2 separate regions of the Arachis hypogaea genome follow, and region 1 is linked to region 2. The links are chromatin contacts, called in public Hi-C maps. All regions are on one chromosome and are shown on one strand. Each heading gives the region's core, a stretch centred on a gene start, on an enhancer-like site or on the middle of the called end of the contact. The rest is flanking DNA. Distances are from core to core; before and after follow the strand shown. Region 1 holds the start of LOC112728213. Region 2 has its middle 4.2 kb from the start of LOC112728212.

The links. Hi-C and Micro-C count contacts between places; a contact is called where the count stands out from the background.
Region 1: a Hi-C map of an unstated tissue shows a contact between it and region 2, with 2.7 times the contacts expected there. The contact joins the promoter of LOC112728213 here to the enhancer-like site in region 2. A contact is called at or near these places in 4 of 8 Hi-C or Micro-C datasets (leaf and an unstated tissue).

Annotation. Positions count from the first base shown.
Region 1 is chr12:110,283,456-110,287,288 of arahy.Tifrunner.gnm2.J5K5, reverse strand. It overlaps LOC112728213, which reads left to right and starts at 1,677. Exons shown (of 6, transcript XM_025778254.2): 1 at 1,677-2,054; 2 at 3,232-3,291; 3 at 3,692-3,758.
Region 2 is chr12:110,237,906-110,242,202 of arahy.Tifrunner.gnm2.J5K5, reverse strand. No RefSeq gene overlaps it. Among protein-coding and RNA genes, the nearest start is that of LOC112728212, 4.2 kb to the right of the region's middle. Within about 2 kb of position 1,547, at least 2 of the 3 cell types and tissues checked have open chromatin away from gene starts, as enhancers often do.

The DNA of each region.
Region 1 (3,833 bases), core at 428-2,927, 45 kb before region 2:
CCCCCACCAATCGAGCAGCCCACCGCCATTGCCACCGCATCCCGCAGCCACAGAAGCGACGGCTTTGACCACCGCAACCACCACCGCGTCCTCTTTCATCGCCGAGCTCGCCTCCTCGTTCGTCGCCGAGCTCGCCTCCTCTTTTCATCGCCGTTACCTGCCGCCGGTAAGTAATACTCTGTTATTCATTTATTCGTCCTCGCTGCCTTTTGATTTTCTGTGCATGATTTTCTGATTTATTTGTTAGCTGGATTCAAGATTTTGATTTATTTGTTATCTGTTCATGATTTATTTGTTTGCTGGATTCATGATTTTGATTTTTTATTTTCTGAGGTTATTTGTTCATGATTTATTTGTTTGCTGCTTTATGATTTTGGTTGCTAAATTGTTTATTTGTTCATGGTTTTATGAGGTGATAGAGCAAATTGGAAGATGAGCATTTGGTTCTGCTTTTTTGGTCTGAGAAGAAGAGGTGAGAACACACAAAAGCCATTGTTTATATTTTTGTTTTTCTTAAAACAATGTAGTATGAACACTTAGAGAAGGATGAAGATCGTTTTCTCAGTGAAAAATTGGACAACCCCATGAACAAAAATTCATTTTTTTCTTCGAATTCGGTTGTTTTATTCCTGTAGCTATGATGTGAACTGCCAGACCATGCAACATGAAGGGAAGGAGATTGATTTTTATTTATATAATAGACAACCCAACAAATAAAGTTTCATTTTTTTAACTCATTGTTTCTGTTTTTAGATTTTGGTGTTTTTAATTGTTAGAATTATGTGAGAAACTGTACCAATTCAGTAGCAATTAGGATGTGAAGTTCAATTTATTATTCATTTTTTTTCATGGTTTCTTCAATGGCTGGTAGATATGTGCTGAAAAAGATTCGCTTGGCAAAGCAAACTGAGAAGTTCAAACACAAAGCACACCAAGAGGTTGGTTTAACAAATCTTTTCCACCTGATGCATACATGTAATTATTTTTGTTATAATTTTATTTTAATATGAATTCTAAACTTAATTTGCCTAATTGATTGCACATACAATTCTTTTTCTCCAAATATACATTTGTTTTGAATAGCATCATTCAATCTATTTATACTTTATAGCCACAATTTAAGTGTTGCTAGATGATATGTACATAAGGCATGCCAATTTAAATATTCTTTTGGGTTTCTTAGTATCACTAGATTTCTCTTCCTTAATGATCTATGAAGTTGTTTAGTCATAAACTTTGATGTTTGAAGTTGTTTGTGAACCTCTAATATTAAGTTATGGATAATTTATTATGTGAAATTTTAAATTTTATTAAGTTAGAAATTATTGAATTTATATATTTAAAATTATTTTTAGATTTTTTAATAATTTTATTTATTTAATTAAATCGGTTGAATCCCGGTTGAATCCCTGTAGAACCAATGAACCATTGAACCAGTGACCTCACCGGTTCGGTTCTCGCAACCTTGATAATGTTCTGAAAATCGGACCAGACCAAACGGTTCGATCGGGTTAATAGGGAACCAGTCTTATGGCCGGTCCGGTCGCATACAAAATTGTCTTGCAAATAACCCGTTCAAAAACCGGTCAAACCAGTGGTTAACCGGTGAACCGGTCGGGTTTTTTCAAAAGACTGGTTCTCTCAAAAATAAAAATAAATAAATAAATAAATAAAATAAAAATAAAAAGTGAAAACCCCAGCCCCCCCCCCCCCTCCCCCCGCGGTGAAACACTCGACCCTCTCTATTCCGTCTCACTCTCACATTCCAACCAAAATCCCTAATTTGCCTAACCTAGGAGAGAAAACACCGCCGCCACCATCAGCCCCCAGCCACCGCCCCACTAGCCACCGTCAGCCCCCCAGCCCCCGCCACTCTTCTCTTCCTCACCGTCTCTGCTCGTCGCGAATCCCCACCAGCCATCGTCACCCCCAGCCGCCGCCACTCTTGTGGTCACCGTCTCTGTGCTCATCGTGAAGCCCGCCTCTGGCCGTCGCAAAATTATCCTCTTCCCAGCTTACTCTGTCACCGCCGTTCCTCCTTCGCCGTGTCTCTGGTAATAATTAAGCCACTGCTTCTTCAGTTTCAATTTCTAAGATTTTGGCTTCTGAATTGGGATTGTGTTCTGAGTTGGATTGCTGCTCATATGGTTTTGAATTTAGTTTGGAGGTTAAGTTTGGATTGTTTTGGTTAGGTTTTCTGTTTCTAGATTCTCTGGATTTGGATTTGGATTTTGAGTTTTCTGAGTTTTGTTGTTGAATAGATTTAAAGGTTTTTGTTGAAATTTGCTGTAACTCTGAATTTTTTTTTGTTGCTGATGGATTGATATTTTTAAGTGTAAGTTTGTGATTGTAAGTTTTCTGAGTTTTATTGTTGAATAGATTGAAAGGTGGTTGTTGAAATTTGCTGTAACTCTGAATTTTTTTCGTTGCTGATGGATTGAAATTTGTAGGTGTAAGTTTGTGATTCTAAACTTTTATTGCAATGACCAGTTTTTAGTTTTCTGCCTCGCTGCTTCGTTTATTGAAGTTCCCTCCCAGATAGTAGCCAGTCAATACACAGAGAGCAGAGATAAGATCTCTAACCAGCTTTGAGTGTTGCTTACCTTTTCATGGACATTGTCTAGCTTGGAATGAACTTTAGACACAGATCAGTGATTTAAATCAACAGCTTATTCTGTACCAAAGCATTCTCTGAGTTTAAGGATAAATTTTCTTGCTGATTATTTTGTTATAATTTAAAAGTTAGTTAAAAAATTTTCATTTTATAGAATTTTAATAATAAAATATGAATAAATTATTATGTCAAATTATAAACTTCTGAATTTTATTAATTAAGAATTATTGAATTTGTATATTTAAAATTGTATATTGAATTTTTAATAATTGTATTATATATATAATGAAACCGGTTCAACTCCGGTTAGACCCCGGTTGGACCATTGAACCATTGAACCTGTTACCTGACCGGTTCAATGACCGGTCCGGTTCTCGCAACCTTGGTTATTCACTTATTCGTCCTCGCTGCCTTCTGATTTCCTGTGCATGATTTTCTGATTTATTTGTTTGCTGGATTCAAGATTTTGATTTATTTGTTATCTGTTCATGATTTATTTGTTTGCTGGATTCATGATTTTGATTTTTGATTTTCTGAGGTTATTTGTTCATGATTTATTTGTTTGCTGCTTCATGATTTTGGTTGCTGAATTATTTATTTGTTCATGGTTTTATGAGGTGATAGAGCAAATTGGAAGAGGAGCATTTGGTTCTTCTTTTCTTGTCTGAGAAGAAGAGGTGAGAACACACAAAAGCCACTGTTTATCTTTTTGTTTTTCTTCAAACAATGCAGTATGAACACTTAGAGAAGGATGAAGATCGTTTTCTCAGTGAAAAATTGGACAACCCCATGAACAAAAATTAAATCTTTTCTTCGAGTTTGGTTGTTTTATTCCTGTAGCTATGATGTGAACTGCCAAACCATGCAACATGAAGGGAAGGAGATTGATTTTTATTTATATAATGGGCAACCCAACAAATAAAGTTTCATTTTTTTTAACTCCTTGTTTCTGTTTTTAGATTTTGGTGTTTTTAATTGTTAGAATTATGTGAGAAACTGTACCAATTCAGTAGCAGTTAGGCTGTGAAGTCCAATTTGTTATTCATTTTTTTTCATGGTTTCTTCAATGGCTGGTAGATATGTGCTGAAAAAGATTCGCTTGGCAAAGCAAACTGAGAAGTTCAAACATACAGCACACCAAGAGGTTGGTCTAACAAATCTTTTCCACCTGATGCATACATGTAATTGTTTTTGTTATAATTTTATTTTAATATGAATT
Region 2 (4,297 bases), core at 298-2,797:
ATCAACAAGTTATCCTGTTTATCTTAGGGTGAGAAGAAGGGAAGGAAGGAAGAAAGAGATGGAGATTTACTGATCAAATTGAGGAGGAGGAAGATGAAGAGGGGGGAGTAAAACAACGTCGTTTAAGTGCAAATAGCAAAACAACGTCATTTAATCGTGCTACATTATTTCTCCAGTGACAGAAATGGATAGAAGGGTCAACTTGAGTCACGCCTTAAAGTTTTAGGGTAAAATTTGAATCAATTGAAAATTGGAGAGTTAAATTAAGTTGGGAATCAAATTTCAGGTGTCATTTTGAGTATTAACTCAACTTATACCCAATATACTTTTATTTTGTTGCCGCAGGCTAATGGGTTGCTGCATACATAAGACGAGTTCGAAGCTCTTGACACTTACTTAAGCGGACGAGTGAGCTGATCATTCGACCAACCCAAATTAGTTATATCCAATATAATTTAATTTGGATCTATAACGAATTGCTCATCGAGTATTAATAATTAATGATGCCCTATTATCCTTACGAGTGTAATTTCCTAATTGAGTGGTCAAAGCCTTAAAGCGAGTTATAGCTTTGCAATATATAACATATAAAAACAAATTAATTAAAGCCTGAAAGAGATATTTAACTAATTCACAAACCCTTGCATTTTAGAACGTCCTTTTAAGAAACTTTTCCAGAAAATCACTCAGCTTTTTTCGTTTTTGGTCAACAAATCCTTATTTCTTAATGATGATAATGGCAAATCCTATTATAACAGAGAAGAGCAAGCTAGAAACCAGTACAACAGAACCAAATAATTATTGGTCTTTTCAAAATTAAATTTCCATTATATTAGTTATCAATCCCGCTACGTTACCAACAATATTTCTGCCAACTTCTGCCAACTTTTGTTTATGGTTATATTTAAAATGGAAGTGTTTTTGTAGATGTGTCTAATAAAAATATATTTTTTTATGGATGTGTCTCTTTATATATGTGTTTAAAATATAATAATTAATTATTATTGACAATAAATTGACAGATAATATATTGATACCTATACTTTTTCATTAGTTATTCATATTCAACCAGAAACTATTAAATTATATATATTAATCAAATCATGTTGATTTTTTTAGTGTAACAAGAAAAACAAACTAACAATAGAATTAAATGACATAATTTTATAATTTCACAATATTTTTACAAAAAGGGGAAACAGTAAAGTTTGTTTTTCATATTGCAATTACTAAAAACAAATAATCACATTACCATAATTATTTAAAAAAAAATTACATCAATAGAGATGTGTATACAAGGGTTTTCTATATCATTATTTCTCTTTGGGTATTTACTATTTAGGATTTTATTTTTCTTTGTATGCAAGTATTATGGGCATAAGAAGTTAAGAACAGTTCATGTTTTTGTTTTTGGACATAAGTTAAGAACAAGTTTTTTTTTTAACAGAAGTTAAGAACAAGTTTAACTAACTAAAGATTCTAGTATTGGGCTGAAAGTTGTTGATGGATCTGAAGGCCAATATGGAAAAGGCTAGGTGGACCAATTGCAGTTTATCCGTACTCTTCACTCCAGACCACAAAAAAAAAATTTCCTACGCTGCACTCGCCGGTATACAATCCTGACAAAAAAAAAAAACTAACCCAACAAGTCAAATAGAAACGGATATTTTTAATTTTCTTCGGCTTACATCTTTTAAGTGGGATTAAAAAAAAAATTATGTGAACAAAGATATTAAATGATAAAAAATCATACTTTGCTAGATGATTGAAAAATCCACTCTCCAAACTAATAGCTGAAAACTTGTAGAATTTATAATTGCAATAACCGAATCTCAACTGTAATAACTAAAATCTAGTAACAACTAAGTTTGGTCTGATAGTTAGCTTACAAGTTTGATTAAGTAAGTGTTGTGAGTTCAAATCCCAGTGCATGCAGAAATTCATTGGCCAATAATAAATCTTTAAATAGAACTTGATTTGCAACGAATTAGTCTTTAATTTACCGACCGAGAAAAACCATAAAAGAAAAGGCTAAAATCTAGTAATGATCCGAACGAGGGAAGCGGATCTGGGGCTGCCAAGTTCACACATCATGTCCCAATCTCATACGTTCTTGTATCATTCTGTATTTGAGTTTGAGGATTCTTTATTTTCCGTAACTTTATGAATTATAACAAATAAATGTCATAGAAAATGCTAATATTTTCTTTCCTTGAATTTTTCACTTCCTTTTTGCCTTTTTGTTTCTAGTGTTTCAGCTTCTAGGAGGCTCATCAATGGTACCTCTTCACAGTTTCTGGGGATAATACATCAAGAATTTCTAAGAGACATTGCAATTATCCAAAAAAGAAATTCTCAAGAATACTTTGAGATGAAGTGTTGTTCACTCAACAGAAAGGACTTAGAGAAACACTACAAGAAGATGGCTGCTAAATATTATCCTCTTGGAGGAAATAATAATCCGCCACTCAAACAAGTCTTTATAGCATCCTTGCCAGATGAGCTTCAGCCAGAAATACAGCGAATGATGATGACTCTTCGCAAAGAAGTGGCCACCACAACCATTGGAGAAATATACCAGTTGGCCCTAGCCGCCTTGGACAAGTTGTGCGAACAACAACAAATGTTCAAACAACTTAACAAAAACTCAGGCAAACTCAAAGGAGCATGCAGCAAGTCCCATATGAAAATTAAGTGCAAAGAGTCAGGTATGTATGAATGCAAGCCAAAGAAAAAGACGCATTGGCAACTGCCAGCCAAAACATTTCATCAGAAAGCATTCAGAAGAAGAAGAAGTAAGCAAAAGTATCGTTACTTCAAAAGGAGAAAACCCCATACCAAGTCAAACAAATGCTTCATTTGTGGAAAACAAGGACACTTTGCTAAGTCATGTCCTCACAAGACAAAAAAGGAGATAAAAATGCTCCAGTCTTTAATGGATGCTGCTTCCATTGGTGATGAGGAAGATCTAGAGTCTGTACTTGAAGAACAAAGAAGCAAAGATGAAGAAACTGAATATGTTTTCCAAGACTCTGACTCAGAAGAGAACAGCTCAGAAGAAGACCTTCCCCCAAAAAGGTCTATCTTTACCATATCGTCCATTGCTTCCATCACCACAAGAATTCCTAAAGGATCGAGTATGCCAGAAGAAGAACTTGGATATCTTGGATCTTTAGGAGTCAAACAGATTGATGGTACACCTCGACCCCTTTTCGACTTAAAAGTCAAGACGTCTGTCTATGATAAACCAATAAAGGCTGTTGCATTAATGGACACCGGATCTTGTGCCACTGTCATAAAACCACATGTCTTACCAAAAGAAATGTGGGCACATTTTTCCAAGAAATTTGCAGCAGCTAACAGTGAGGTCTTCACCATTAATCTCATCTCCAAAAAACCAATTGGATTGGAGATATTTGCAGGACAGACCACTTGGCTCAGAGTACTGGGAAGTTATCTCCCAGACAAAGATGTTTTATTCGGATTCGATGCCTTCTTCTGAACTCATGGGCTACACATCAAACCCACTGGTCTAAGTTACAAAGGGTAGTTTTTGCCTTTCACAGGGATACAAAGTATCCTTGAAATCCAAGAAGCTCCAGAAGAATATAAGGAGATCCAACAGCTACTCCTTAGTGCCTGTTGTGACAGTCATGATCAATTCAATCATCCCGCTCCTTTATGGAAAAATCCAGAATTTTATGTTCGACTCCCCTTCAAAAAGAATGAGGACATCAACCCTACAAAAGCCACGCATTCAGGAATGAACCCTGAAGATCTTAAGTTAGCAAGGGCTGAATGTGCAGCCCTTCTTGTTCAAGGACTCATTGAACCAACCAACTCTAACTGGGCATGTCAAGCATTCTATGTTGAAAAAAGAGCCGAGCAAAATAGAGAAAAAAAGAGGCTTGTCATTGATTATAAGCCACTTAATGTCTTCCTACAAGATGACAAGTTTCCTCTACCAAGAATCTCAGTCATTACACAAAGATTAAGTGGAGCAAAGATATTCAGCAAGTTTAACTTAAAAGCTGGATTTTGGCAAATTGGGCTCCATCCTGAGGATAGGTACAAAACAGCATTCTGTATACCTGAAGCCCAATACCAATGGACGGTAATGCCATTTGGACTCAAAGTAGCCCCATCTCTTTTCCAAAAAGCAATGACCAAAATCTTTGAACCCATATTACACTCCACGCTCATCTACATTGATGACATCTTACTGTTCTCAAAAGATAGTGAAGCCCACAAGGCACTCCTGGCCCAATTCACTCAAATCATCAAAGATCAAGGAATC